7 separate regions of the Mus musculus genome follow, and regions 1, 2, 3, 4, 6 and 7 are each linked to region 5. A link is a contact called in public HiChIP or PLAC-seq and promoter capture Hi-C data. All regions are on one chromosome and are shown on one strand. The core of a region is the stretch at or near the end of the contact, and the rest is flanking DNA. Distances in the headings are between cores, read along the strand shown. Region 1 has its middle 91 kb from the start of Gm40048. Region 2 overlaps Frem2 (Fras1 related extracellular matrix protein 2). Region 3 holds the start of Noct (nocturnin). Region 4 has its middle 23 kb from the start of Gm40048. Region 5 holds the start of Foxo1 (forkhead box O1). Region 6 has its middle 120 kb from the start of Gm40048. Region 7 has its middle 21 kb from the start of Gm40048.

What was found. Promoter capture Hi-C pulls out the DNA fragments that hold promoters and counts their contacts. HiChIP or PLAC-seq counts read pairs in DNA pulled down with a chosen protein or histone mark. Capture Hi-C pulls out chosen DNA fragments and counts their contacts.
Region 1: a promoter capture Hi-C map of stem cell-derived epiblast-like cells shows a contact between it and region 5, with 7 times the contacts expected there. The contact joins the enhancer-like site here to the promoter of Foxo1 in region 5. A contact is called at or near these places in 7 of 39 promoter capture datasets (the 3T3-L1 cell line, the HPC-7 cell line, frontonasal cranial neural crest and 4 more), 1 of 15 datasets of contacts at CTCF or cohesin (large pre-B cells), 3 of 484 Hi-C or Micro-C datasets (embryonic stem cells and uterus), 10 of 115 datasets of contacts at active chromatin or transcription factors (T-cell acute lymphoblastic leukemia, astrocytes, embryonic forebrain and 5 more) and 1 of 9 other capture datasets (embryonic stem cells).
Region 2: a contact with region 5 is called in an H3K4me3 HiChIP or PLAC-seq map of pro-B cells, with 11 times the contacts expected there. The contact joins the enhancer-like site here to the promoter of Foxo1 in region 5. A contact is called at or near these places in 1 of 39 promoter capture datasets (hippocampal neurons), 11 of 484 Hi-C or Micro-C datasets (the G1E-ER4 cell line, adipose-derived mesenchymal stem cells, cerebellar granule neurons and 5 more) and 6 of 115 datasets of contacts at active chromatin or transcription factors (astrocytes, embryonic forebrain, large pre-B cells and 3 more).
Region 3: a contact with region 5 is called in a promoter capture Hi-C map of liver, with 2.7 times the contacts expected there. The contact joins the promoter of Noct here to the promoter of Foxo1 in region 5. A contact is called at or near these places in 1 of 115 datasets of contacts at active chromatin or transcription factors (pancreatic cancer cells) and 1 of 9 other capture datasets (liver).
Region 4: a contact with region 5 is called in a promoter capture Hi-C map of second pharyngeal arch cranial neural crest, with 10 times the contacts expected there. The contact joins the enhancer-like site here to the promoter of Foxo1 in region 5. A contact is called at or near these places in 2 of 39 promoter capture datasets (hippocampal neurons and second pharyngeal arch cranial neural crest), 5 of 115 datasets of contacts at active chromatin or transcription factors (astrocytes, embryonic limb bud, embryonic stem cells and 2 more) and 1 of 9 other capture datasets (embryonic stem cells).
Region 6: a promoter capture Hi-C map of pre-B cells shows a contact between it and region 5, with 6 times the contacts expected there. The contact joins the enhancer-like site here to the promoter of Foxo1 in region 5. A contact is called at or near these places in 7 of 39 promoter capture datasets (the 3T3-L1 cell line, the C10 cell line, embryonic stem cells and 2 more), 1 of 15 datasets of contacts at CTCF or cohesin (large pre-B cells), 5 of 115 datasets of contacts at active chromatin or transcription factors (embryonic forebrain, embryonic stem cells, large pre-B cells and 2 more) and 1 of 9 other capture datasets (embryonic stem cells).
Region 7: an H3K4me3 HiChIP or PLAC-seq map of embryonic limb bud shows a contact between it and region 5, with 5 times the contacts expected there. The contact joins the enhancer-like site here to the promoter of Foxo1 in region 5. A contact is called at or near these places in 4 of 39 promoter capture datasets (embryonic stem cells, frontonasal cranial neural crest, maxillary cranial neural crest and 1 more), 6 of 115 datasets of contacts at active chromatin or transcription factors (craniofacial prominence, embryonic limb bud, embryonic midbrain and 2 more) and 1 of 9 other capture datasets (embryonic stem cells).

What each region holds. Positions count from the first base shown.
Region 1 is chr3:53,302,644-53,306,562 of GRCm38.p6, forward strand. No RefSeq gene overlaps it. Among named protein-coding and RNA genes, the nearest start is that of Gm40048, 91 kb to the right of the region's middle. Within about 2 kb of position 2,053, at least 10 of the 459 cell types and tissues checked have an H3K27ac peak or open chromatin away from gene starts, as enhancers often do.
Region 2 is chr3:53,512,858-53,516,600 of GRCm38.p6, forward strand. It overlaps Frem2 (Fras1 related extracellular matrix protein 2), which reads right to left. Exons shown (of 24, transcript NM_172862.3): 24 at 1,081-3,743. The coding sequence ends at 3,675. Among named protein-coding and RNA genes, the nearest start is that of Stoml3, 26 kb to the left of the region's middle. Within about 2 kb of position 1,429, at least 12 of the 459 cell types and tissues checked have an H3K27ac peak or open chromatin away from gene starts, as enhancers often do. A contact at or near this core is called in the G1E-ER4 cell line and pro-B cells, where this site is marked.
Region 3 is chr3:51,222,162-51,225,866 of GRCm38.p6, forward strand. Noct (nocturnin) reads left to right here and starts at 2,286. Exons shown (of 3, transcript NM_009834.2): 1 at 2,286-3,126. The coding sequence starts at 2,943.
Region 4 is chr3:53,371,090-53,374,609 of GRCm38.p6, forward strand. No RefSeq gene overlaps it. Among named protein-coding and RNA genes, the nearest start is that of Gm40048, 23 kb to the right of the region's middle. Within about 2 kb of position 2,087, at least 1 of the 459 cell types and tissues checked has an H3K27ac peak or open chromatin away from gene starts, as enhancers often do. A contact at or near this core is called in second pharyngeal arch cranial neural crest, where this site is marked.
Region 5 is chr3:52,266,996-52,270,493 of GRCm38.p6, forward strand. It overlaps Foxo1 (forkhead box O1), which reads left to right and starts at 1,342. Exons shown (of 3, transcript NM_019739.3): 1 at 1,342-2,427. The coding sequence starts at 1,807.
Region 6 is chr3:53,276,782-53,280,520 of GRCm38.p6, forward strand. No RefSeq gene overlaps it. Among named protein-coding and RNA genes, the nearest start is that of Gm40048, 120 kb to the right of the region's middle. Within about 2 kb of position 1,405, at least 14 of the 459 cell types and tissues checked have an H3K27ac peak or open chromatin away from gene starts, as enhancers often do. A contact at or near this core is called in pre-B cells and pro-B cells, where this site is marked.
Region 7 is chr3:53,414,715-53,418,569 of GRCm38.p6, forward strand. It overlaps the pseudogene Gm43471. Among named protein-coding and RNA genes, the nearest start is that of Gm40048, 21 kb to the left of the region's middle. Within about 2 kb of position 1,382, at least 23 of the 459 cell types and tissues checked have an H3K27ac peak or open chromatin away from gene starts, as enhancers often do. A contact at or near this core is called in embryonic limb bud, where this site is marked.

The sequences.
Region 1 (3,919 bases), core at 803-3,302, 1.0 Mb after region 5:
TCGTGATGTCAGCAAAAGGAGGCTGAGGCAGAGAGAGCACCACAGCTTTGAGGCAGGAGGATGGCCATAAGTTCAAGGCCAGTCTGGCTTACATAGCAAGTTCACAGAGTGAAGCCTTATCTTGAGAAGCCAAAATGAGTTAATAGCTCCTAAAGATAGCTTTAAAAATAGTGGAAATTTGGCCTGAGAAGGGGATTGGCCACAAGGAAGAATGGAATAGAGAAACATTTTTTTATGCCTTGAGTAATAACTGATTTTTAAAATTATTTTCTGCACATCTCATAGGCAGGACACATTTTGGGTCAAAAGTTTTGTGGGTGGGTTGGTGTTCTTATCCTTCCACTAGAAGTCCTGCCTGGCTTCAGGAGGTGGCTGTTTTAGACCCCATATCCCCCACTGCTAGGAGTATCAGCTAGAGTCACTCCCAGAGACTCCCTGGAGCATCCCAGATCTCTGGTAGATCTTAGAGATGCCGTCCCTGCTTCCACTTCCCAGTCCTCGGCTGATTTTCATTCTCTCACCCATGCTCTCCTTCCTTATCCCCCTCCCCATCCACTTTCTCACCCAGTTCTTTCCCTCCATCTGCCTCCAATGTCTATTTTACTTTCGCTTCAGATTCAAGTAACCTCCCTTTTGCCCTCCTTGTTATTTGGCATCTTTGAGTCAGAGACGGAGGGAATGGCTAACCAATGACTGGCCCAAATTGAGAGCCATCCCATGGGCAAGAACGAATCCCTGACATATATTTGTATATATACATATAATTATGGCCTGATGCCCATGCTCAGAATAGCTGTAGCCATTTTGGTCCATGCCTGCCCGCTATTTTGTATGTTGCTGTAGCATGCCTGCCAGCCATTAACACAAAGAAGTGACATGGCTTAGAGCAAGAACATCCTGACCACACACCCTGTTTTGTCTGTATGAAGTTTGATAATCTAAGAAGCTCTATGAAGCTTTACATGAGACCTATCAAATCAAAGGTCAATATGAATTCTTATTCTAAAATATCTTGAGTCAGAGCTGACCGCCAGACAGCCCTTCCTGCACCTACATACGGGCTCACTGTGTTTTTTAGGACTGACACTCTGGCTACTAATAAGCCAAAAAGTATACTACTCCACGTTCTGTTATCTCAGTGTTCTGAAATTCCCACTCACCACCCATCCACTACTTCTGACCCCTTTCCTTACTCAGGACCACAGCTTACAGGTTAGCTGATAATACTTTGCCTAGTGAGCCAACTGCTCCTTCCTTGCTTGCCCCTTAAATTTTCAAACCTATAAAAGTTTTTTCCTATAAAAAGTCTATCCTGGGAGCACACTAGTACCTCAATTAGGCTTCCGAGTCCTGTCTGCGGTCCTGAACGTTCAGTACTAAGGTGTGTGCTCAATAAACTATTCTTGTTTAACTGAGGTCAGTGTTTGTATGGTTCAAGTGGCAATTTCTGAACCCACATGTGTGTGTGTGTGTGTGTGTGTGTGTGTGTGTTCATGCCCCTGACTTTACCCACCCACCACAATGAATGACCTAAAAGTTCCCTTTGAATCCCTTTTCATCATTCAACACATATTTCTTCCCTTGCAGGTTCACGCCACACATAGTTTTATAGCATTATTTCTATATATTTATCTGAGTCATTGCTTACAGTTGTGAGTCACTTGAGGACCAAGATAACAAATGGGCAGATTTAGCAACCATTGGGTAACCAGCTCTAAAAGAAAGCAACTAGAATGCTTCCAGCCTGTGCATCTCCAGCATGTCCATCCAGTGGGCCTTATGTCAAACAGCTTTTTGAGTTCCAGAATTATTTATCTATCACTTTCTGTTTTGCTGGTCTAGCAATTCTTTCGCAGAGAAAATGCAGATAATTTTATTTGGCATTTCAAATTAACACATTCTAGCTTGGCAATCACCATTTATTTTTCCTGAAGATTGCCTCACAAGCCATTCTTTCTAAGACATTAATTTCAGAATTTTCCCCAGTGCTGGTGTCAAGGGGAAAATAATGTTACGTGCCTCCTTTGAAAAAATCAAAACCATATGTGGTCATGTGCTTCAGCATGCCCACATCACTCTTCAAAAACCATTGACAGCATGGGTCTTTAAAAAAAGTAATCTCATTATAATGTGTCACGATTCTCCCAGACCACACAATTTTTGTGCATCTTACTCTTCAATTCTACTTCATTTCCTTCTGAAGACTGTGAGGCTGCTGCCCACAGATCAAATCAAAAGAAGGAGCTAAGAACACTTATTATAAAACACAAACACATGGGGTCAAAGTATTAATCCAGCCATAGTAAGATGCTATCTTTAACCTTATAGATCTGTAATCATATTAGATGTAAACTGCTTTAAAGAGACAAAGACAGCTGTGCTGATTAAAAAAAAACAAAACCCAATTATTGTCTGCTTATAATCTGACAGTTAAAATGTAAGAATAGGGAAATATTGACCACAGTACACAATTTAATTGGAAAAAATATAGTGTATTAATATCAAAGATAGTAGTGTTTATGGAGAAGTCCTTCCCAGCTATAAAGAAAAATATTTTATGATAATCAAATCACATGTAACTTCAAAATACACAAAACAAAAATTGAAAAAATATAGCAAATGTTACAATAAGACATTTTTGACACAACTGTTTCTCACAAAAAAAAAAGTCCCTGATGAAATTTTAGTAAGAATATACAAGACCCAATTACAAGACCTGTCAAATGGATTTGCAGGAAGTAGTAGATCAATAATTCCCCAATAAGCATTCTTTTTAGACACACACACACATTTACAAAAAGATATGATTAAGCCATAAAGTTAATCACACCAAAGTAAACAGTCTTAGTAACAGAGTGTTCTGCGTTCTTTAACTACACTACAATTAAAGACAACTTGGAATCCAGTGAGATAAAGCTATGTTTGAAATTTGAAGACATTTAATTCTAATAACCCATGGGTCAAGGAAGAGTCATTTTTATAAAAGACTTTTAAGTGAACTGTAAAGAAAGGGGACTTATCAGCTCTTCAGGGATGGAATCACTGCCATGCTTAATTTACAATCTAAATGCACAGATTAAAACAAAAGTAAACACTGGCCATCAGCTTCCTGAGCACACACAGAAGTAGAGAAGTAGAGAGGTCCTCAACAGATGGTTCAACAGTTAAGAGCACTGGCTGCTCTTCTACAAGACCCAGGTTCTATTCCCAGCACCTCCATGTTAACTAACAATCAGTCCCAGGGAATCTGACTCCCTCTTCTGGCCTCTGAAAATACTGCACACATATGTCCTGCATGACCACTGTGAAAGGGACAGCTGACACAGTTTCCAGCCCTGGAGCAGAACTAGCAGGGTGTGGGCCTCCAGGAGTGTAGATGGGTGCTAGGCATAAAGCTTATTTGTATAATAATGTACCTATTATCATGTTCCTCCTTTGAGGAATGCTCTCCGTGCCAACATCAATCACTCCACAATAATTAGAAACAGCAAGAGCCCAGGAGGCAAGATTGTTTCTGGTGTTCCTTAACAAAATGGTAAATGCTGTGACCTTCAGGACAGCCCTTAAAGGCTGTGGGAAAGAATTCTGAAAGCATGAGTGCAAGAATATAAAATTTCTCAACTATGCAGAATATAAGAATGCAATATGAATTGTATGAGGGGCTTAACGGACCTAAAAAAGAACAGAGGCAGCTGCACTAAGAGTCCAGCTAGTCAGAAAGATATTAAGGAGGGAAATAAAGAAATTTAGGGAGTGGTAACCACAGGGTGAAATCTCACCCAGCTAAATTTATTTGTGCTTACAAAGGCAGGCAAATTCCTGAGTTCAAAGTCAGCCTGGGAGAGGTAGTTTAGGCCCAGGAGTGGTAAGAATGGTGATCCCAGAGCCAGATCCCATACAGCTAGCTTATTGTCTGTGT
Region 2 (3,743 bases), core at 179-2,678, 1.2 Mb after region 5:
CATTAAGGTTAAGGGCATGCACCATCACAGCCAGCCATATTCCTATTAAATTTTATTTTAATGTTATTTTTGAGACAGTAGCTGTCCACACAGCCTGGCTATCCTGGAACTCACAATGGAGACCTGGCTGGCCTTAAACTCATAAAGATCCCTTTGCTGCTGCTGCCTCCTGAGTGCTGAGATTGAAGGTGTGAGTCGCCATGCCTGGCTTTACATGGGTTTAAATGTTAACTTTGAAACGGCTGTGCTGGGAAAGAGTTTATAGTAAGGTGGCTGGATAGAACTTTTTGCTTCGCACAGGCGCTTCCTTGATTCTGAGCATACACAGAGTCCTTACAAATGACAGGCTGTGGGGGCAGGGAGGGGGGAGGGCAGCAGACGTCATACTAGGCTTGCTTTGAGGTTAAAAAAGAAAGAGTGGAATCTAATGATAATGTTCTAAGAAGTTTCATTGTGGGACACAGATAGATACACACATGGCCCTGTTTGCTTGTCTAGAAGAAGCTCTGTTCACCTCCCTCCAAAGACAGAGCCTTACTTGATTACCAGTTGCCTGAGGGCAGGGTGAGTGGCCTGGTTTCTAGCCGTTAGTCAGAATGGATGATCAAGAGGACAGTGCTGGTGGGGGCTGTGACTCTCCCTATGTGGGAGACTGAGGCAGGAAGACTGAAAGTTCAAGGCCAGCCAGAGCGAAAGAGCAAGTTCACAGCTAGTCTGGGCTAAACAGTATCAAGCCAAAACCTTAAGAAAGGGTTGTACTGTAGATCAGAGGTAGTGCCACCCACCGTGTATGTGTGAGTCGTAGGTACCATCCCCAGTACTGAACACTGTATTGTGTATATTTTCCTGTGAAGCCATTGCTCCAGTCCTGTTATTCATGGGTTTTAATGTTTTGTTGCTTGTATGCTTAGGAGGGCCACTGATGCTAACATTTATCTTTGCTTTTAATACCAACCAAATGTTGGTCTTTATCAGGAGGTTTGGAGGAAGTCAAGAACTAGAGTTGACTGCCTATTCTCTATGGGAAATTACTTCGAGTATTTGTTCTCAAAATATCATAATATTAAAAAAACAAAATACTGAAAACAAAGACTTACTTTATTTAAAAAACATTTTTTTTTCTTATTGAAAAGATTTTTAAAACGATTACTGTATTTTAAGCCACATATTTAGTAAATAGATACTTTTAAAATTATGAAAAAAAAATACCAGTAAGAGGAGGAAGAAGAGATGGGAGAGAGAGAAAGAATACTGACATTTCCTATTGCAGGAGGCTAGGCTTATCTTGTACTTAATATAACATCTAACTTATAGACAATAGCTTCAATAGAACAATGCACAGCCGAGTGAGATTTGGCATAGACGCATCCTGGTCACAATATATGATAATGTGCCATTCGTTGCTATATTCACTTCCTGAGCTGAAGGCCACAGGGCAGTCAGGCTTGGAAGTGCTCAACCACTAGAAACAGCAAGCCAGTTGAGAACAATTGCTCTGACTATCTTCAGAAGATGAACTGAAAGCTAAGCAGTGGAAGTTCCTATACTGTTGGCAACATGGTCATTCCCAAATTCTGAGGTAGCCAAACATGGAGCTAAGGGTCTGCTGGAGGTAAAACAAAGAAAGGATGATAATGAACCACTCCATCTGATAAGTGGACCCCTGGGCTGACAACGCTTTCTGCCCCTGTGAGTCAGTCCCCTGGGGGACACTTGTGCTATAGATAGGACTCGCTAAGCTCCCCAACAGAAGGGTGCTACAGTGTGTCTCATCTCTTGAAAGACACTGGATGGAGAGGGAAGCAGGCAACAGGCATTTCTCCTTCAGGACCAGTGCAGCTTCCCTTTCTCAGTCAAGATATGGTTGGTATTCACAGGCACCTACTGATAGACAGGCTGGCACTCACAGGCACCCACTGATAGACAGGCTGGCACTCACAGGCACCCACTACTCACTGATAGACAGGCTGGCACTCACAGGCACCCACTACCCACTGATAGACAGGCTGGCACTCACAGGCATCCACTACCCACTGATAGACAGGCTGGCACTCATAGGCACCCACTACCCACTGATAGACAGGCTGGCACTCACAGGCACCCACTCCCCACTGATAGACAGGCTGGCACTCACAGGCACCCACTGATAGACAGGCTGGCACTCACAGGTTGATACCCACTGACATACAGGAATGACCTGAGATGAAGTTTGCTTCCGAGTATCTCCATTCTACCAGGATGGTTCAGCTTGGCCAGGGTGTGGCTGAAGCGTGAGGGGCTTCATGCAGCCTTTGAGGGCTATGTGAAGGCATTCATTTTGGTATAAATGTATTCACTGGGTTTTAGGAAATGGCCATTACTCTGCTGAAGTGTTCCTGTTCTAAACAGAATTTCTAACATACTCTTCTGAAGAGGTTTTTACACAGTGAACGATCAAAGTGACAGAACACAGATAAGGTCCCAGAGGGCAACCTCATAGCACCGGCTCGCTGAACTGGGGGAGGCCAGACAGAGATGTTCTCTTCCTGGATCACTGAAGAGAATGATTGACAGCCATGGCCACCTCCAAGTCAATTTCTGGAGTGACATGTCTAGAGAGATTCCCATTATTTAGAGCAGATTTTAGCCTAATACAATTTCCTGTGGCTGATATAAGCTCCGGATGGTGTCGTGCGGCTGTTCCTCTAAGACTAATCTCATTTGCCATCACTGTTCTAGAAAACGCGCCCAAGAGGCATTCTGGTGGTCCAAAGCATGTTAATAAATATCACTCTCACCCTTCACCATTGGTAAAGCTGTTTCTCACTATGCACGGGTTCAATACTGTAAACATCTAGGCTCAGTTCTTGAGAACCTTGTCGTGTGGCGAATCTAACTCTATGGTGTCTCTTTGCCGGCACGTCTACAACTCTCTTGCTTCACACCAAGGCTGGGTTATCAGTGAGGCCGATTAACGAGAGCCTGGCTGCAAATATATCCCGAAGACGTTAGTCTCTTAAAAATCCGTTTCCAGAATTAATATATTCTTTGGTTTAAGTGAATGTTAAATAAGCAAGTGAGACAAAGGAGGTCTGAGGGGAATGAGAAGCAATTCAGATCCAAACAAATTTTCCTTTTTTTCTAGTCATTCCTTCTATGTTTTCCCATCAGTAAGAGGTGATTCGTGGGTTGAACTAGCCCTGGTCATGACTTCATGTTGTCTTCACGGATTAGACAACTTGTCATTTCCGTGTGTTTGTCACGCTTCGGGCCTACCAATTCAAACAGTTCAGTTATACAAAGAATAAACAAATGATAACAGCACCTTCAAATTTCACACTAACAAAACAGAGTGATAGCTATCTCCTCTCAGACTTCCCAGAGAGTCCTTGAGCACCTTTGAGCACCTCGGAGCTGGTTCATCTTACCCGCTGCCTAATACAAGAAGCACCTCCCCTGCCCGCCCACCAAGGCTCTAAGCATCCTGGATGCCTTCTGGGCAGCAGGAAAGATGTGGCCTGAATTTGTCCTTTGATGCATGCATGGCGCAATAGAGTTCAAATCAAATCAAAATCTTTTAATACAGTCAGGGGCTCTTAGCACCTTTGTCACGGAAAGCTCTCAGTTCTCTGCTGCTGCTCCCAAGCAGTCGGGGGTCCTGCCCCATCTTCTGAGGCACACGGAAGAGAAGGCCATCACACCTCCGAGCTGTCGTTGTAGTGGCTCTGCGGGGACATCATGGGCTCAGTGCTTCCAGAGCCCTT
Region 3 (3,705 bases), core at 1,036-3,535, 1.0 Mb before region 5:
CACTTATCAAAACAATGGAAGTAGCTTACCTACTGGACTCTACTTCAGGCTTTGGAACAGGTTCACAATAGCAGAAATGAATTCCCTCCTATCGGGCAGGCCTCGATGCCAATCAGAAAACGGTTGGCTACCCCTGTAACAGTCCTGACACGTTGTACCAAGAGGTTGTTGTCTGGTCAGTTGATGTTGCACATAGGGTCCACAGCAAAGGCTGTTGGTGACAAAGCTCCCCACTCCCCACCCCACCCCCACTCGCCCCTGCTCCAGCAGCCTATAGAATACCTTGTGTGCGCTAACTGGGAGGAACCTTCCAGTCCGGTTCCAGCTGGATCCCTCCATGTTCTGTGACTAACACATATGTCGACACTTCAGGGTCTTATCATTTATTTCTGGTAGGCAGCCAATAGCAGTGGCAATTGCCTGTAGTGTTTTAATGGCTTCAGGAGCTACTATATGTACAGTAGCCCATAGCTGGCACTGGGCGCTCTAATAGCCTATGGCTTGGGTGGGGAACAGCTTTATCTACCCAGGAAACTTCCACTCAAGCTACTTTTTTTAAAGATTTATTTATTATTATATCTAAGTACACTGTAGCTGTCTTCAGACACACCAGTAAAGGGCATCAGATCTCATTACGGATGGTTGTGAGCCACCATGTGGTTGCTGGGATTTGAACTCAGGACCTTCGGAAGAGCAGTCGGTGCTCTTAACCACTGAGCCATCTCTCCAGCCCTCAAACTACTTTTAAACTTGTTAATTAATTCGCTCATGGAGTATCTAATTTCCTTAAGGCTGTCTCATTCATTACAAGTTCTGGTTGACCCTCTCTGCTCCCTCTGCTGTGCTTTCTTGGCTACTGACAAACTGCTTACAGGAGTAAGAAAGGGAAGGGGGGGGAGAAAATGTGGTGTGTGGTGGGGGTTGGGGGAGGGAGGGAGTCAGCATCCATAGATCCATTACCTAAACTGTAAACCAACTGCTGTATTTTGTTCTATCTGCAAAGCACTTGCTACCTTCTTATGACCCTTTGCCTTGCCTAATGACTCATGGGCGATTGATTGCTGTACAGATAAGAAAACTGAGCCTCAGACGCTAATAATGACCAGCTAAGGAGTTCCTGGCCCCGATGCTGTCATCGGCTTGTCAGCTGATTCATCCGTATCCTGTGGGTGTTAGATGTTTTAGGCCAGGTCTGGAAAGCATTTTGAATCCTTGGTGACGATACTCATTCAAAGTTTCTTTTCCATTCCCGGTTAGGGTTAGTCACTCCTTACACAACCTACCTGAGGTATTTCTTCAACTCATTCTCTCCTGCTTCCCTCTCCGCCTCCCCCCACCCCTTCCCTCTCCATACCCCCTTAGGTGAGAATGTGAGTCTTGGGCCTCTCAAGTGCTGTGTAAGTGCTCCACCACTGAGCAACATCTCCAGCATTTTCCTGGAACATATGGCATCCGATTAAAACACAGCTCTGACCATATCCTAGCATCCCTGCAACAGAGCTGACAAAAATAAGGGTTTTCTCAAGAGAATGTGGGTGTGTGCATCTGACTCTCAGACTATTGAAACAATGGACCCCCCAAGAAATGGGAATTTCCTTCAGGAAACTCCTGCTGGGAAAAGGAAAAGGCCTTTGCTTGAGGGGGAATTCTTTCAGGAAGCGGGAATTCACACAGTTCTATCTAGTCAGATCGCTTTGACCCGGACTGCTGAGATGTGCATACCCCTGGCCTTCTATTTGAACTTTAATCTCATTTTGGGATCCCAGAGAGAGGTTAACTCTTCGTCCTTCTACCCCATGTGGGCATATTAAGTACATCTCCTTTTTTCAGTTTTGTTCGTTTGTATTCTTGTTGTTGTTTTGAGGGTTTTGTTTGTTTGGTGTTTTTCTGTTTCTTTGTTTTTATTTTGAGACAGAGCTTCACTGTGTAGCTCTGGCCGGCCGGATCTCTCCAGACCATGTTGAAGATCCGGGCCCCTGCCCCAGTGCTGAGATTAAAGGCGGTCGCCCTCACCGCCGCACCTGCTTTCCACTTTCAATTTGGCTTTTTCAGTGGTTTATTGGATGGATAATGCTTTAAATTCGGTAACAGTCCAAATTACGTCTGGCCCATCCCAAGCAGTTGTTTTGGGTTGGGGGGGGTTGTTTTGTTTTGTTTCCCCCCCCCCTCCCCAATTCCCTTAGCCTTCATTTTCCATAACTACAGTGCTGTCTCCCAGGTGTGACTTCCAGCCCTCCAATCAGGGCCCAGCTAGCTCCAAGGCCAATTCCACCAGACCTTCTGGCAGGACTGACGCTCAACGCCCTGCAGTCCGTTTCCGCCTCTCGTGCCTGAGGGGCGGATGCTTGTCGCAGCCGCCACACAAGTAGCCAGCGCGTCCTGGTGCCTAATCTCCTTCAGCACCGCGGAGCGTGGAGCCCACAGCTCGGGGAGGACGTTCTCCCAGACACGCGCTCGCACACACTCAGCGCTGGCACCAACCCGGGATTCCCAGCCTGTGGACGCTCCCATTGCAGCCGGCGGGAGGGGACAGAGGCTCCCGGAACGCCTCTCTAACGAATCCCCGCGGTGTCAGCCAGCCCCCAGCCTCCGCCCCGTGGGAGATCTACAGTCGCTGTCACTGATCCAGACGGTCCATTCTCGGCCGGAGCTGTCCGGGTCTGACTGCGCCCTGGTCGTGCGCGCGGATCCCCCCCTCTGCAGCCACCGCGTGGTAGCGCCCGCTCCGCCGCCGCTCGCCGGTTGCTCCCCGGCGCTAGCTCCCTCGCCTCAGTGAGCCGCCGCTGCTGCCGCCGCCGCGTCTGCCTCCCGGCACAGCTCGCCCGGTCGGCGCCGAGGGACGAGGAGGAAGGAACACCCCGCAGCGCAGCGGTCCCGCGCCACCCCCACCCCACCGTCGCCCGCCCAGCTCGGCCCGGCTCGTCAGCGCGGCGGCGCCCGGCATGTATCAGAGCCCGCGGCGGCTCTGCTCGGCCCTGCTGCTCAGGGACGCCCCCGGCCTGCGCCGCACACTCGTGCCCGGCCCGCGCCGAACGCTCGCCCCGCCGGTGCTCGGATCTCGGCCCAAGTCCCCGCAACTGCAGGCGGCGGCGGCCTCGGGCGCCGCGAGGTCGCGTCCCCGAACAGGTGAGCGGGAGCGCGGAATGAATGGGCGCCGCGGGCTGGTCCCCTGCGTTCACCCCGGCGTCGCGTCGGGAGGGAGGGAACGCCGCTCAGGGGGCCTCGCTTTCCGCGTTCGTGTCTGATCCCCCTGAATCCCCGGTGGCCACAGTGACCCCAGTCGCTAACGTTTTGCTTTACCCCTCACCCCCACCCCCCGATGCAGGGCGGTAACGCTTTGGTTGCAGACGGCTTGTGGACATCCTCATGAAGGGGAAAAAATATCTAAAAATGGCATGATCTTGGGTTTGCAGGGCCTACAGGCTCTGAATCTTCTCAAAGCCCTGGTAGTAATAGCACATGTTAACTCGTTACGCTCATTAATTTATTTATGTTTTGGAAGGGGGGGAGTCTTCCACTTCGTCTTAAATCCCTGGTAAATCAACCTTTCATGAAGTCAGTTCTGTACATCATCTTGTGTTTTTTAAGTGTCTCCTTTCTGCCTAAAAGCAGATTGCGACGGTCACAAACTACATATAAATCAAGTATGGCTTTTAAATGAGTAGTTTCTCCCTCAAATCTAGCAATTACTTAATGTAGGCGCTC
Region 4 (3,520 bases), core at 837-3,336, 1.1 Mb after region 5:
TAAAACTCCTTTCCAGGTGTTATCTTCTCAGAGTAGGCTGAGATTGCGCATCCACACGAGGAAGACCGCATGGGAGGAGGGAGTCGGAGACCCTGGGCGACAGAATGTTTTTGAGTAGAGCATCTGCCTGGTTTTCTGGCAGTCTAGTGGTACAAACCACCAAGCTGCCAGTACACACATGCCTCTGCCCTCTCCTTCAGCCAAGGAATGTGCCGCGGTGTTCTGATCACCTTGGAGATCTGAGGTCCAGAGATTGTGTGTGAACAGTCTTGTCCTGGCTGCAGAACCTTTATAAGTGTCCACCTGGCCTCTTAGCGTCTCTACAATATGTTCATTCTCCATTTTCTCTCTCTCCTTCCACCTTTCTCTTGGTCTCAGGTTTAGAAACTGGGATGCAAACTTGAGCATCCTATCACTTCCTCTAGTCTCCTCACCAGTACAGCCTCTACAAGCAGAAGGCATCCTCCCTCTCTCCCTTCTTCCCTTCCTCCCTCCCTCCTTTCTTTCCTTCTTTCTCTTCCCCTCTTCAACTTCCTCCTCCCCTTCCTTCCCCACTTCCTCCTCCTCTCTCCTCCACCATTTCTCCCTATCTCTCCTCATTGCCTTTTGTAATTTATGCCAGTCTTTTTATCCAAGTAGAGCCCTAAATGTCTATTTAGTTAAAAAATACGTTTCCTGAAAGAGTTCATTATTGCCCTAGACTGACAAAGAAGTTAGAGAGTTAATTTAACAGGCTTAAAGTAATCATCTCACAATTCTCAAGCCACTGTAACAAATGGGGCTATCAACTACAAGCACTGACTTGAAAGTTGTGTTTTTAAGGTTTGAAGCTCCTAAAAGTCTGAAAGACACAGTCTGTTACCTCCAAGGGGCACTCGACTGCCCACCCACCCCAGTTAACCCACACCAGCTTTGCCAGCCTGCTACCTCCAGGGGGCGCTCGACTGCCCATCACACCCCAGTCAACCCAAACCAGCTTTGCATTCCGTAGCCTACTGTCAGCTTCCACTTTTATTTGTTTAATGGAGCTGCTAGCTCCTTCTCCCTGCTGTTGGCAGAGTAGCTGTTGGCAGAGCAGCCGCCTAGTTGGCATGGCCCCCCCGGAGCGCTCTTTGATTTGTCTCCCAATGGTCTTTTGAACTTTCCAGAACTGACAGATCCAAGGTATTTTTTTCCCCAAAATCTGTGTTCCAAATCCAGTTTGGAACTTAGTAAGTATTGGCTTTGTCTTCTTGACAGTAAAAACAAGAAGAAGAAAAAAGGGAGAAATAGAAAAAAAAAAATCTTTAAGTATGCACATTTATTTGCCACATTACCCCTCAGAGGAAAACCGCAAGTGAAGACAGATTTACAAACCCGTTTCTAAAACCAAACATGCTCACACCACTTTCTAAGAGGATTTTTTTTTTAAGATTTATTTATTTATTATATGTAAGTACACTGTAGCTGTCTTCAGACACTCCAGAAGAGGGAGTCAGATCTTGTTATAGATGGTTGTGAGCCACCATGTGATTGCTGGGATTTGAACTCCAGACCTTTGGAAGAGCAGTTGGGTGCTCTTACCCACTGAGCCATCTCACCAGCCTTGAAAGGATGTTTTTAAAAGAAAAGATTTGGTTGTGGTGGTTTTGTTATTATGCTCTTTTCTTTTCTTCTTTCTTTCTTTCTTTTTTTTTTTTTTGTTTGTTTGTTGTTGTTTTTAAGTGATGGTCTCAGATCCAAGAAATGATCTTAGTTCAAAGATATTCTGCTGTGTGACATTTTTTTTCAGTCTATTGCCTTGTCCCACTGTAGAAATTTCACACGCATGTATGCTTTGGAGAAAACCACCCAGCGTTGATGGAGCGGTTCAATTTTCCTCTCCCTTGACACTCTGTGTCCCCCCTCACCTCACAGTTCACAGGGAGACTTTATAATTAGACAGCTTCGATGGGCACATGACATATAATAGCTCACACTGAAACCTGGCCATGTGCCAGGTACTTTACATAAAGAACCCTAGGGGGAGGGGTGGGCAGTTGTTGTTATTTCTGTGTTGGAGAAAGTTAATGGTGGGTCGCTGGGTCACTTGTCCAAGGTTAGCCAGCCGGGAGAGTACCAGATTGCTCTGTTGTAATAGCCCCACAATGGCTCCAGAGCTGTCCTGCTTCTGAGCATTTAGCGTCAGTCAAAAAGTGTTTTCTACTGCAACTTCAGGCTAAATCTCTCTTAGTGTAATAAGTAACAGTAGCTGGCACTGGTTCACAAAAGGGGTCGAAGCTGCATTATAGGCTGGCCAAGGAGTTTTCACGTTCACTAGAAGTTTTTGGAAGGAACTCTGTGCATTGGGATGAGGTACTAGAACAGACTGTGGCCCAGAAGAGAAGCCTTCCCCTTCCTCGTAGCTCTATCAACCCCTACCCTCCATCAGGCTAAGACTGTCAAGTTCTCCACAGGCATGAAGAGACAGCTATGCAGCAATCGCCCGTCCTTCCTCACGGAGGGTGGTAACTGCATGGAAGAGAAACACAACCGAGACCGCACATGGTAGATGGCAAAATTTAACTAAACATTAAGAAATACAAGGAAGCCCTTTGCATCCCGTGGACGCACTGGCTAAAGTAGAGACAATTTAGAGCTCAGAAAATCAGAGACCCAGGAGAAAGGAGAGGTTAGTTAGAGGAAGAATGCTTAGGAAAGAACAAGAGGGTGGGGAGGGTGCCTGGAAGATTTCACCTGCAGGAGACACTGGGAAAAGTCTAGACAAGGAATAGTTCAATTGTACTTTAAAAATGATACATAGTGTGTACATACGTGGATGTACACATGCACACATGTACATGTCATGTGCATACACACACATACACAAATACATCCATGTACATATATACAACACATACACACATGCACACACACATACGCGCGCACATGTGCTTGTTCACAGTGCCCACATAGGCAGACACTCACATGTGTACACATGCACATACACGCATGCACACACATGTGTGAGCCTACATATACAAATAAACACTCATGAACAGGCAGGCAGGCACTGACACACACACACAAACCACAATAACAGAATATCTTATAACTATTAGATCAGTGCCCACAAAAATACCCACAGCCTCCTCTCTAATGCATACAGTCACCTGCCTTTTTCCAACCCCTTTTGTGAAGGCTCATCGTGGTAGGAAGGCATCTAAGAAGCTGATGCCAAACAGGACAGCTGATAATATCCTAAAATACAGAGTGTTCCACATGGCCACAGTCACTTGTCCTCCACAACACCAACTTTCTGTTGTGTAGTTGACATTCTTTTAAAACCTAGAATTGCTGCCTGAGATGAATCTCACTAGTACTGCAGGGTTTTTTTGTATGCTTAAGTCCGAGGTTCAACCTCGGCACACACACACACACACACACACACACACACACACACACACGAAAGGAACTAGAAGTTACAAACCTAATGCTGAAACTTCTATTCAAAGAGTGAGTTAACTCATGTGGGAATTTAGAAATAACTGAAGCAAACAAT
Region 5 (3,498 bases), core at 92-2,591:
CCGTTTCAGAAAAAGGGATTATGAATAGGGGAATAGGGGCCTGGATTAGCGAGACGTTAGAGACAAAGTGGAAGGAGTAAGAAGGCTGGTTTTCTTTTGGAGTCTCATTTTACATAGAAAAACTCCACGTAAGAAAGAAGAGCGAAGTACAACCGCAACAAGACATTTGGAGCTGCGTTTTTGGACATATTTAAAGCCCTAATATGCATCTTCAATTCTAAAGCATCCTAGCCAATAAAAGAAAATGCCACCCATATTTCTTTTTTTTTAAAAAAGAAAGCAAATCAGAGGATCAAGCGAGGGAACATTTTCTTCTATTCTGTAAGGCAAAAAGAACCACTGTCTTTCTACCTTTGGCTCCGCCGGACGTGTGTTAGATACGCGGGTCTGGGAGCTCACTCTGTGAGTTTAAAGAACTGAGGGGCGGAGCTGTGCCCCAACACTTGGGGCTTATCTCCTTTTGCGACTTCAACACCTCATCGCTTCCATGCTAAATAAAAAAGAAATAAGCAAGCAGTTAAACTTAATTAGGGGTAATAAAGTGACAAAGTTGTCTCTAAGCGCTCCTCTGACTCTTTAGCCACCACACCGGTCCTCAGGAAAAAGTGAGATTCCCGTGGCAGAAAAGCGGTTCCCATAGAAGACGTCGGATCTGAGGCGCTACTGGAGCTAGGTGCTTGTGCAACAGTGTTCTCCCCGCGCCGCACCTCTCTGGGGTTCAGGATGAGTGGAGGCTGGGGGCTGGACCGAGCCGCAGAGGCTCGTCTTGCAGGTGTGCACAGGTAGGGTGGGAAGCGGTTACTCCGGAGCCGCAGAGCGACGGGTCTTCACCGAAGGATCTGCGCGCCTGGGGCGGCCAGGGCAGATGCCAGCTTAAGAAAACATTCCTCCAAAACAAACCCCACCGACTTCCCGAGAGCTGCGCGAAGACGCGTGGGCGGAGCGGGCTTGAGTGGAATCCACGAGGCGCCCCACCGCCCACGTCGCGTCCGGGAGCGCGCAGCGGCCCCGCGCCATCCCGGGAGTCAGGGTCTGGGCTCTGCCTGGAGTACTCGATTGCACTCTGTAGTAAACAAAAGTATGGTAGCCGCCTCCACGCCGGTTTGCCTCCTAGCAATCCGATCGCTGAGACGCCAGAGACTCAGAAACACTTGAGAATTACAGAAAATAATAACGGAGATTGGAAAAAAAAAAAAAAGTGTGTGAGAAAGAAAAATACCCCACCGCCCCCCACCAACCTACTGCCGCCTCCCGAGGGAAGGCAGCGCCCGCCCAGGCCCGCGTTCATTGGCTGCTTCGGCGGAGACTTCGCGCGTCCATTGGCCGCGCAGCCTGTCAGTCAGGGGCGGGGCGGCGCGCGCGCCGCCGCGGGCGGGGAGCCCGCTGCAGATCCCGTAAGACGGGAGTCTGCGGAGTCGCTTCAGTCCCCGCCGCCGCCACATTCAACAGGCAGCAGCGCCGCTGTCGCGCGGCCGCGGAGAGCTAGAGCGGCCCGCAGCGTCCGCCCGTCTGCCTTGGCGTCCGCGGCCCTTGTCAGCGGGAGCGCGGTGCCCGAGCTGCCGGGCTCCGCGGCCTGGTCGGTGCCCCGTCCTAGGCACGAACTCGGAGGCTCCTTAGACACCGGTGACCCAGCGAAGTTAAGTTCTGGGCGCGTCCGTCCGCTGCGCCCCGCCGCGCCTGACTCCGGCGTGCGTCCGCCGTCCGCGGCCCCCCAATCTCGGAGCGACACTCGGGTCGCCCGCTCCGCGCCCCCGGTGGCCGCGTCTCCCGGTACTTCTCTGCTGGTGGGGGAGGGGCGGGGGCACCATGGCCGAAGCGCCCCAGGTGGTGGAGACCGACCCGGACTTCGAGCCGCTGCCCCGGCAGCGCTCCTGTACCTGGCCGCTGCCCAGGCCGGAGTTTAACCAGTCCAACTCGACCACCTCCAGTCCGGCGCCGTCGGGCGGCGCGGCCGCCAACCCCGACGCCGCGGCGAGCCTGGCCTCGGCGTCCGCTGTCAGCACCGACTTTATGAGCAACCTGAGCCTGCTGGAGGAGAGTGAGGACTTCGCGCGGGCGCCAGGCTGCGTGGCCGTGGCGGCGGCGGCTGCGGCCAGCAGGGGCCTGTGCGGGGACTTCCAGGGCCCCGAGGCGGGCTGCGTGCACCCAGCGCCGCCACAGCCCCCACCGACCGGGCCGCTGTCGCAGCCCCCACCCGTGCCTCCCTCCGCTGCCGCCGCCGCGGGGCCACTCGCGGGACAGCCGCGCAAGACCAGCTCGTCGCGCCGCAACGCGTGGGGCAACCTGTCGTACGCCGACCTCATCACCAAGGCCATCGAGAGCTCAGCCGAGAAGAGGCTCACCCTGTCGCAGATCTACGAGTGGATGGTGAAGAGCGTGCCCTACTTCAAGGATAAGGGCGACAGCAACAGCTCGGCGGGCTGGAAGGTGAACGGCCTCTGGGCGGCCCTGGGGGGTGGGGTGGGGATGTGTTGGGGCCGGCGGAGGGTCGGCAGTGTGGGTGTTCGGGGCCCGGAAATGATGGGCGCACGGAGAGAGCGGGGCGAGAAATGGCAGGTGTGGCGGGGGCTTCCCGGAGACCCAGAGCCAAATTTGGACCAGGTGCAGGCGAGGGACTTCTAGAGAGACCCGGGCAGGGCTCGTTTGGGAACTTAAGTGAAATGGCAGAGCAGGCGTGAAAGTTAGCTTAGTTGTTGGAGCGAGGGGTTCGCTTCCAAGGTCCCTCTCCATTTGACACTCCAGACCTCCTGCGAGGGGGTCGGGCGACTCCTCCACCCACACGCGCACCCACTCTCCCGACCCTCGGCCGCCAAGGTTTCCCCGGGACCCGACCGCGGAGGTGCGGGGCGCACTGGAGACATCCCCCACCCCCACGCGCGCGCACGCAGGCGCGGGGCTCCCGCAGCTTTTGGGATAGCCAAACGCGCAGCTGGCTGAGCCGTGTGCGGGCCAGCGGTTGCAGAAAGTTGCGGAGGCCGGGGCAAATTTGGTTTTAACCAAAGTGGCCTGGGCACTGAGCAGGTGGTCGAGCGTTCCCACTCACTGGGTACGGTTTCGGACGCGCGCAAGTGGGTGGCCAAGGCTTTTAGGCTCTGGGCAATCTAAAGTTCAAGTGTGACCCTTGGCCGGGGCGGGAGCAGGCGAGGAGGGAGGGACCGGGTGTACAGGAAGCTAGAACCTTTAAAGGGCCAGTGCCTCCAGGCTGGGAGGCCACACTTTTTGCACTCAGAGAAAGGCTTCCACAGTTGGGCTGGCTTGGGGAGGTATGCATTTAATTGAAAGCCGAGAGGCTGCTGTGTGTGACCAGATTATGCGTGAGTGTTGGGGAGTGATTTACCGTAAAGCATGCAGCTACCCACGACCGGGCAAGTCTGGGAGCCCTGAAGTGAGTATTTGGTGGAAGTCTTAAGTGCTCACTTGGGGAATTACGGAAGACCTTTTTGCCTCGAAGGAGGATTGGAGACTTATAAATTAGGTGTTTAAGGCCTTTGTTTACCT
Region 6 (3,739 bases), core at 155-2,654, 1.0 Mb after region 5:
GATCTTTTTGGTTGTTTGTTTGTTTGTTTAAGATCTCTTCCTCCTCAGGTGTCAGCTTGGCCCCTTGCTTGCAGCCCAGGGTCAGTGCATAGTGTGACTGGTACCACTGTCAGTACTGTGTGCCATCAGTAAGCACAATGCAATTGTTCACCAGGGTCTTGGTGCAGACCGGCTCGTTATGGGGTGCATGGTAGACAATATTAATAATCTTTGCTTTGTAAGTAAAACACGCATAGCCCTAGGAAAAGTTCCCCAAGTTCCATCTCAGGGCACAGTACTCCTTCTTGCTTTCTGGAACTCAGACTGCATGTATATCCTGAGGGACAGGCCATCCCAGCTCATACTTTCCATTCCTGTGATAGGGCTTTCTCTTACCTTAGTCATGTGGCACTTCTGCCGGCTGCCCTGAGAGATGCCCAGTGCTAGGTGTTGGCTGGAAAGAGTAGTTATATTTTTCAATTTGTTCCTTGTCACAAAACTAGGAACTCTGAGAGAACAAACTATCTGATTTGTTTTTACTGTGGTACCCTTAAGCACAGCACTGTGGATAACAAATATCAGAACCAACAACATTTTCTGGTTAAATTTGTTTTTTGCTTCAAAAATTCTCAGCCAGACTTTTATGCCTGGCTTCCTTGATTTGTCTGATTGTTACAATTCAGATTCTCAGTGGCATAATCCTGTAGATGACATTGAAGGAACAACCCCAGCTATGAAGACTGGGTCATGAATCCATCGCAAGGGCCACTCACAAATAAACTACATTTAGATCATAAAGAGGAAGGAAAAGAAAGAAAGTAACTCCTCCTTGGAACTAAGTCATTCATTGGCAACAGTTCATGGATGTCTGAAAGGTAGACCTTCTTTGATTCTGTGGTGTAGCTGTGTGAGAGAGACCTGTACAATTGACAGAGTAATTGGATTTTGAATCACTTAAAAGCTCCGACCTCTGTCTTGTCCCTCCCACTTCTAAGCCATTTATTTTCTTTGATAGTTCCTGATTATTTCGTGTCCTCTTTTTTTAAATGTATTTTGAGATCTTTGTTTCTATTTCAGAGCACCATAATTTGCACCTGCAAATGAGGAGATAACATGGTGAGAGAGTTCACTGATTTGAGATTAAAATCCCAGGTCTCCCCTCACAATCTGTTAACAAGGAGAGATTACTCATCTGCTCTCAGTCTTGACTGCTTTGTTTGTAAAACTGTAGCAATCCTATTTGTTATATATAACAGTGAAGTAAATGAAATAAAATATGTAGAAAGGTCTCAACACAAAGTGTGGCACTTACTAAAGGCTAAGTGGTTTTTATAATAATGATTTTCTTTTCTTCTGTATCCACTGGTGCATAAAGCCTTTCTGGAAGTCTAAGAAACTACTTCCTGCCCAGTGACCCATGATGCCTGTCTCAACAGATGTCAACTGATAGACAGTTCTCCATGGTACACAGGGTTAGAGCTGAGTTCTTCCCGCCCTCAGTGCTATCCGTTACTGCAATATCACATGTGCAAGTGTGCAAGTGTACAAGTTTGCAAATGTGCAAGTGTGATACACCTCAGCCTACATTTCCAAGCTTTCTTCAAACCACACTCTTCCTGTCCTGCAAACAGCCACCACTTGGCAATTCAAGACTAAAGATAGGCTGCCCTTTTGCTGATCTGACAGCGATATGAACCTTTAGAATGTCCAACAGGGACTTTTATGTTCCCAGGAACGTGGTTAGAGAAACATGGTATAACTGGATACCTTGGAATTCTACCCCTACCCCGTGTGTGTGTGGGTACAGCTGGAAGAGACTGGAGCAAGGGGATCCAAAAGCAGAGTTCAGGCTAGAGCTTAATTTATCTGGGGTCGGTAATGCTTGGTCTCTCTAGGCAGCCAGAGTCCCTTCTGTCTGATACTCTTAGCAATGCCAGTGTTCCTGGGCATAGGGGCTGGCCTCTCCCACCAAGGCCTTGGAAGCGACCAGGAAACCTCATAGCTTCTGCTGAGCATGTCAGAGCTGTTCCAGCATTAACTGATGCAGACTTCCTGTGGTGCCCATTCCTCAAATGTCCACTAGACCCTTCTCATAACTCCTCCCCTTTGATAACATCTCTTTCCCTTAACATTTGCTAGGTGGACACTTAAATAACATGAAGATCAAGTCAAGCATGGGGGACCAGAGAAGAATCTCGGGATTAACAGAAGGAGAAGAGATCCGCTGTAGTCCAGTACCCTTGGATTAAACCCTGAAGATCAGCACCCTCCTCCTTCCCTCAGGATACAGTCTGTGGTCCCTCTGCTTTAAAATCTGCGGCTCTATTCACAGTAGTTGCTCACCTTTTATTGCTGAAAAGCTTGGCCTATGACTACACAAGACTAGGGATGAAGTGGTACCTTGTTGAGAGGATTTTTTTTTTTAAAGAAATAATTCGGCAAGAAAAATAGCCATGAGCATAATTCAATAAGCAAACTCGCGGTGAGGATGAAGCACATGCAGAAGGTCATAAAACTTCCCAGCAAAGGAAATCAATGTCTTTAAGTATGATTTGTCATTTGGAATTTGGAGTCTAAGCCACAGTGCCTTCCCTGGGGTACGAGCATTTAGTGCTAGACAAAGAAGATTAGCTTTCTTTCCTACAGAGCAGAAAGAAGTATGCTTTTCTGGTGAGCCCAGCAAGGAGGTCCCTGGGGATGGCCTCGCTAATTAGATAGTTCAGTTGGACTGGTGCAGTACTCATATAGAAGTATACATAAGGGGCTAGAGAGATGGCTCAGAGGTTAAGAGTTGTGGCTGCTTTTCCAGAGATCCTGAGTTCAATTCCCAGCACCTTATAGGTGGTAGCTTACAACCATCTATAAGATCTGGTTCCCTCTTCTGGTGTGCAGGCATACACGCAGGGAGAAAACTGTATAAATAATAAATAAATATTTCCTAAGTATACATAAAAAGAAACTGCCAGGTTATTCTTCCCTGAAACAAACTAACAAAATCCCATAGTTGACTGACATTGCAATAAGTGGGCTACAACATCAAATTAAATAGAGAGAAACCCAAAGGGATTCCACTAAAAGCAGGGACAAGACAAGTTTGTCCATTTTCTCTGTATCTATTGAATATAGTTCTTGAAATCTTAGATAGGGCAATAAGACAACTCAGGAGGATAAATATTGAAAAAAAGGAACTCAAAGTATCATTATTTGCAGGTGATATGGTAGTATATAAGTAACCCTAAAATACCATTAGAGAACTCCAATAGCTAATAAACACTTTGAGCAAAGTAGCTGGATACAAAATTAACTTTAAAAAAAAAATCAATAGTCCTTCTATATACAAATGACAAACAGACTGAAAAAGAAATCAGGAAAAGAGCACCTTTCACAATAGCCTCAAATAGTATAAAATATCTTGTGGTAACTCTAACCAAGCAAGTAAAAGACTTATATGATAAACACTTCAAATCTTTGAAGAAAGAAATTCAAGAACGTACCAGAAAATGAAAGATTTCCCATGCTCATGGATCAACAGGCTCAACAGTAAAAATGGCCATCCTACCAGACAGAAGCAATCTACAGAGTCAGTGCAATCCTCATCAGGATTTCAACACAAGGTTTTACGGACCTTGTCATGATAAATCTCAACTTCACATGGAAAAACAAAAAGCCCAGGAGAACTAAAACAATCCTGAACAATAAAGGAACAGCTGGAGGTCTTGCCATTTCTGATTTCAAGTTGTACTAGAGATGTACAGTAATA
Region 7 (3,855 bases), core at 132-2,631, 1.1 Mb after region 5:
ACATGTGCTTCGCACACCCTAGGTTCAATCCCCATCATTCCTCCCTCCAGATTTAATTACACATGATAAAGTAAATGAAGAACTTTACATTTTTCTGTGAGTTGATAAAGAGGGGGGAATGTTACCTTATTAGCAGCCAATTAGGAGGAAGTAATTAAAAGTGTGACATAACAATATTGTGTTCTCAATCTATAGACAGGGCAGGTTCTGCTTGGGAGCGAATAGACTTTCCAGTGGTGGGATTCTTCAGTTCCCTTGCAGGTTCCTGATTTCGTTTGTCACAGACTGATCTTGGCCCAGTTACTGGCATGTGCTGAATACTTCAAATGCACAATCAACACAAAACAATAACTTGTAGAGAAATATTATGTATGTTTTCAGAGAGGTTCCCAATATAGACATTAGTAGCTGATTCTGATGAGATCCATGAGCCAATCCACCTTTGAGCATCATTTACCTAAGTATCTCTCAAAGATCCTACATTGAATCCCTTGACATGAAGGTTAGGAATTCATCACTGGGGTTGGGGTGGCTCAGTCCAGTATAGATCGGAGGATATATATATTCATGAATACTATGTCAATGCATTTATGCACCTCCTTTGGATTTAAAAGATCACTATAGGCATGCCACTGATATAAAATAACTGTAACACGCATTTCCTAAAGACTGAATTGGTCGGCTGTATGTATTGCAGATGTGCCTTTTGGTCAAGAGGTTTGAGTGGACTCACTGCACACAGCACAGGAGTCTATTTAGCACTAACTTTACAAAGTGACAGTGCCTGTTTACACCCAAACAGCACTGTGCAAGCTCTAGTTGGATATTAATCTTCAAAGTCAAAGTCCTATGGCTTCCTTCAGCCAGAAGAAAATGCCTAGATTCCCAACTTGCTTAATGTATTTTTCGTTTTTAAATTTTTCATGGGTGAAAGGACTGTCATCATTAGAGACAGTACTGTTCAAGGCATGTGTTTAAGGTTTGTTAAATCACTAGTAAACTACAGCCTCTTGTCTCGCAGCTTTAAGATGGCTTTCACAAAATCCAACCCAGACCTTCTGTCTGTGCAGCTTTCTCTACCCTCCCAGCGAGCAGGGCTACCATGCATTTAGACATTCACTTTCCCCAGCTCAGGCCCCCATGTGTATTTGGCCAAAAGTGTGCCTTATCTCTTCCAAGTCAGTATTGGTTTGCATGCAGGAATTGCATGTAATGAAATTGCCAGTCCCACCTTTTGCAATGAATTTATTCTTTTATTTTTACAACCACCTTGTGTCTGGATTGCTTTGCTTTAGAGAACAAATGACTAAGGACTTGACTTCATAAACCCTAAGCTTGTTACTCCTCTAACTCGCCCTGGGGAGCGGGCTAATGGAAGGAATGTGTAAGGGAAGCAGAGTGACAAGCAATCTTTATTGTTCAGTGGAATGCAGTGCAATATGCTCTTGGGAGGCTCTTGGGATTTGAATATCAGAAGGACTGCTGGCAGCTTGGGTTTGCTTATGCAGCCCTGTTTAGGAATGCTCATATGGCATGCGATTGTCCTGTGCCTACAACTGACAGTGCCATCTGTTCCTTGCTTACTGAGCAGTGAGATTTAGTCTGTCATCTCCAAATGACCACAAATGCACTTTAGCTCTCGCGGGCACACACACACACACAACCCTTACCCCAACCTAAACAGAAGGCACTTGCTTGGCTTTCCACCTCAAGCTTTAGTCTCAGCAGGAAGCTCAGATGAGTCAAGCATCAACTTGAGTCAGGTGGAGGCCCTCCTGCCTGGTAGAGAACTGTGAGGTCCATGAGACTCGGAAATCAAAACTCATCACATTCGGAGACAGGCAGCATAGAAGATGCATTACGATGACAGATAGCAAAAGTCAAAAAGGAAAGTAATCTCTCTGGGAGGAAAGGATCTGGAAGGCTGTCAATAGATAAGTCAGACTCAGGCAATGTAACCAGCAGTAGATGGGTGACAGACCAACTTCATGTAGACAAAAATTATTGGGCTGGAGAAGTGGCTCAGCGGGTAAGAGCACTGACTGCTCTTCTGAAGGTCCTGAGTTCAAATTCCAGCAACCACACGGTGGCTCACAACCACCTGTAATGAGATCTGATGCCCTCTTCCGGTGTGTCTGAAGACAGCTACAGTGTACTTATATATAACAATAAATAAATCTTTAAAACAAAAACAAGAAAACAAAAAAGAAAGTTATTTATGTTTATGTGTATAGGTACCTTAACTCAAGGTATTTATGCATACCATATCTGTGCAGTACCCACAGAGGCTGGAAGAGGGCATATGATGCCCTGGGACTGGCATTAGGTATAACTGTGGACCACCAAGTGGGTCTGGGAACTGTGTCTGTATCCTCTGCAAGAGCAGCCACTGCTCTTAACAGCTGAGCTGTCTCTCCAGCCTTTAGAATCAGATTCTAAGGAATAACAAGCACTGGCGTGTAAACTGTGGCTGTGTAACTGTCACTTGAAAACAGTTATTTCTTTTATAAGCTTCATCTCCCTCATCTTCAGCGGAGCTCAGAGACCCACAGACACAGCTGTGCCGACATCAGAAATGGAGACATTGAACAGTGACTAATGAGCCATGAGTGTAGACAACATATGCCCGGAAGTTTCTGTTATTGCTTTATATATAATATATAAAAGGATCATTGAACAATTGACTAAAGACAGGATAAAAGAATTTAATTTTTATTCCTGTCTTTTCACAGAAAAAAAAAGTTCCCAAATCATGGAAGGCCCCTTAGATGTGGGGGTGTTAGTGTGTGTAAGGAAGGTGGAAACCAAGGCCATTTCAACAAGATATTTGTATAGTTCATCTAAAGAAAAAAATAATAAAGACCTCCAATTACACAACAGAAAGTGCTGGATAAAACACAGCAAACATTCTGTCACACGTGCTAACTGAGCTTGTAAAACAGTGCAAAGCAATTCCTATGGGGCTAAAATGAAGTGGAAAACCTTTGAGGTAAGCTTGTAAAAACAGAGCCTACATTTGGAGGAAGCAGGAAGATCTGGGTTAATTTAAATAATCTAAAGACTTGTATTATATAGCCAGAGGAGAGAAGACCTTGGGTACCCCGGCACAGCAGGACATTTCGATGGGAGCAGAGTCCTGTAAATATACAGTACTTACGAAGGAAACACGAGGCACATGGAACGCAGCATCCTGGCTGGCTTCATCTTAGCCAACAGAGCGTGACTAACATAGGGACAGAGGCAGCTCTCTGCATGCAGTTTCAAGCCTGGCACCAAACAACCACACACCTAAAACACGGGAAGAACACAAACTTCCTACACTGAGCACTTGCATATGTCTTTTTCTTGTCACACATCTCTCAATAGTACAGATGACAACTGTCATAAAAGTGTGTGCGTGAGAGAGAGAGAGAGAGAGAGACTTGAAGAGTGTGAAGGGATGTTTGCAGATCAACTTCTGCCACTGACATTTTATGTAAGTAACACAAGGAACCAGAATTTGGTATCTACAATGGCTCCTGAAACCAGTTCCACTCAGATACCAAATTCTGACATCTACAGAGACATCACTTGCCCAGATAGGAGGCCTGAAGAACATATTACTTCTGACAGTTCTTCCCACTCATACATAACTTTTGAGATAGATGGATGGACAGACAGACAGACAGACAGACATACACACACACACGTATATATACCACAACACACATATACCACAACACACATATGCACACACAATCAGACACAATACAACCAGAGAGACAGTCCATTAAATTACTTTTCCACACGCCCAGGAAGTGTTAAAGTCATAGGACACAAGGAAAGAAACAGTGAGGAAGCAAGCCAAGCAGACTT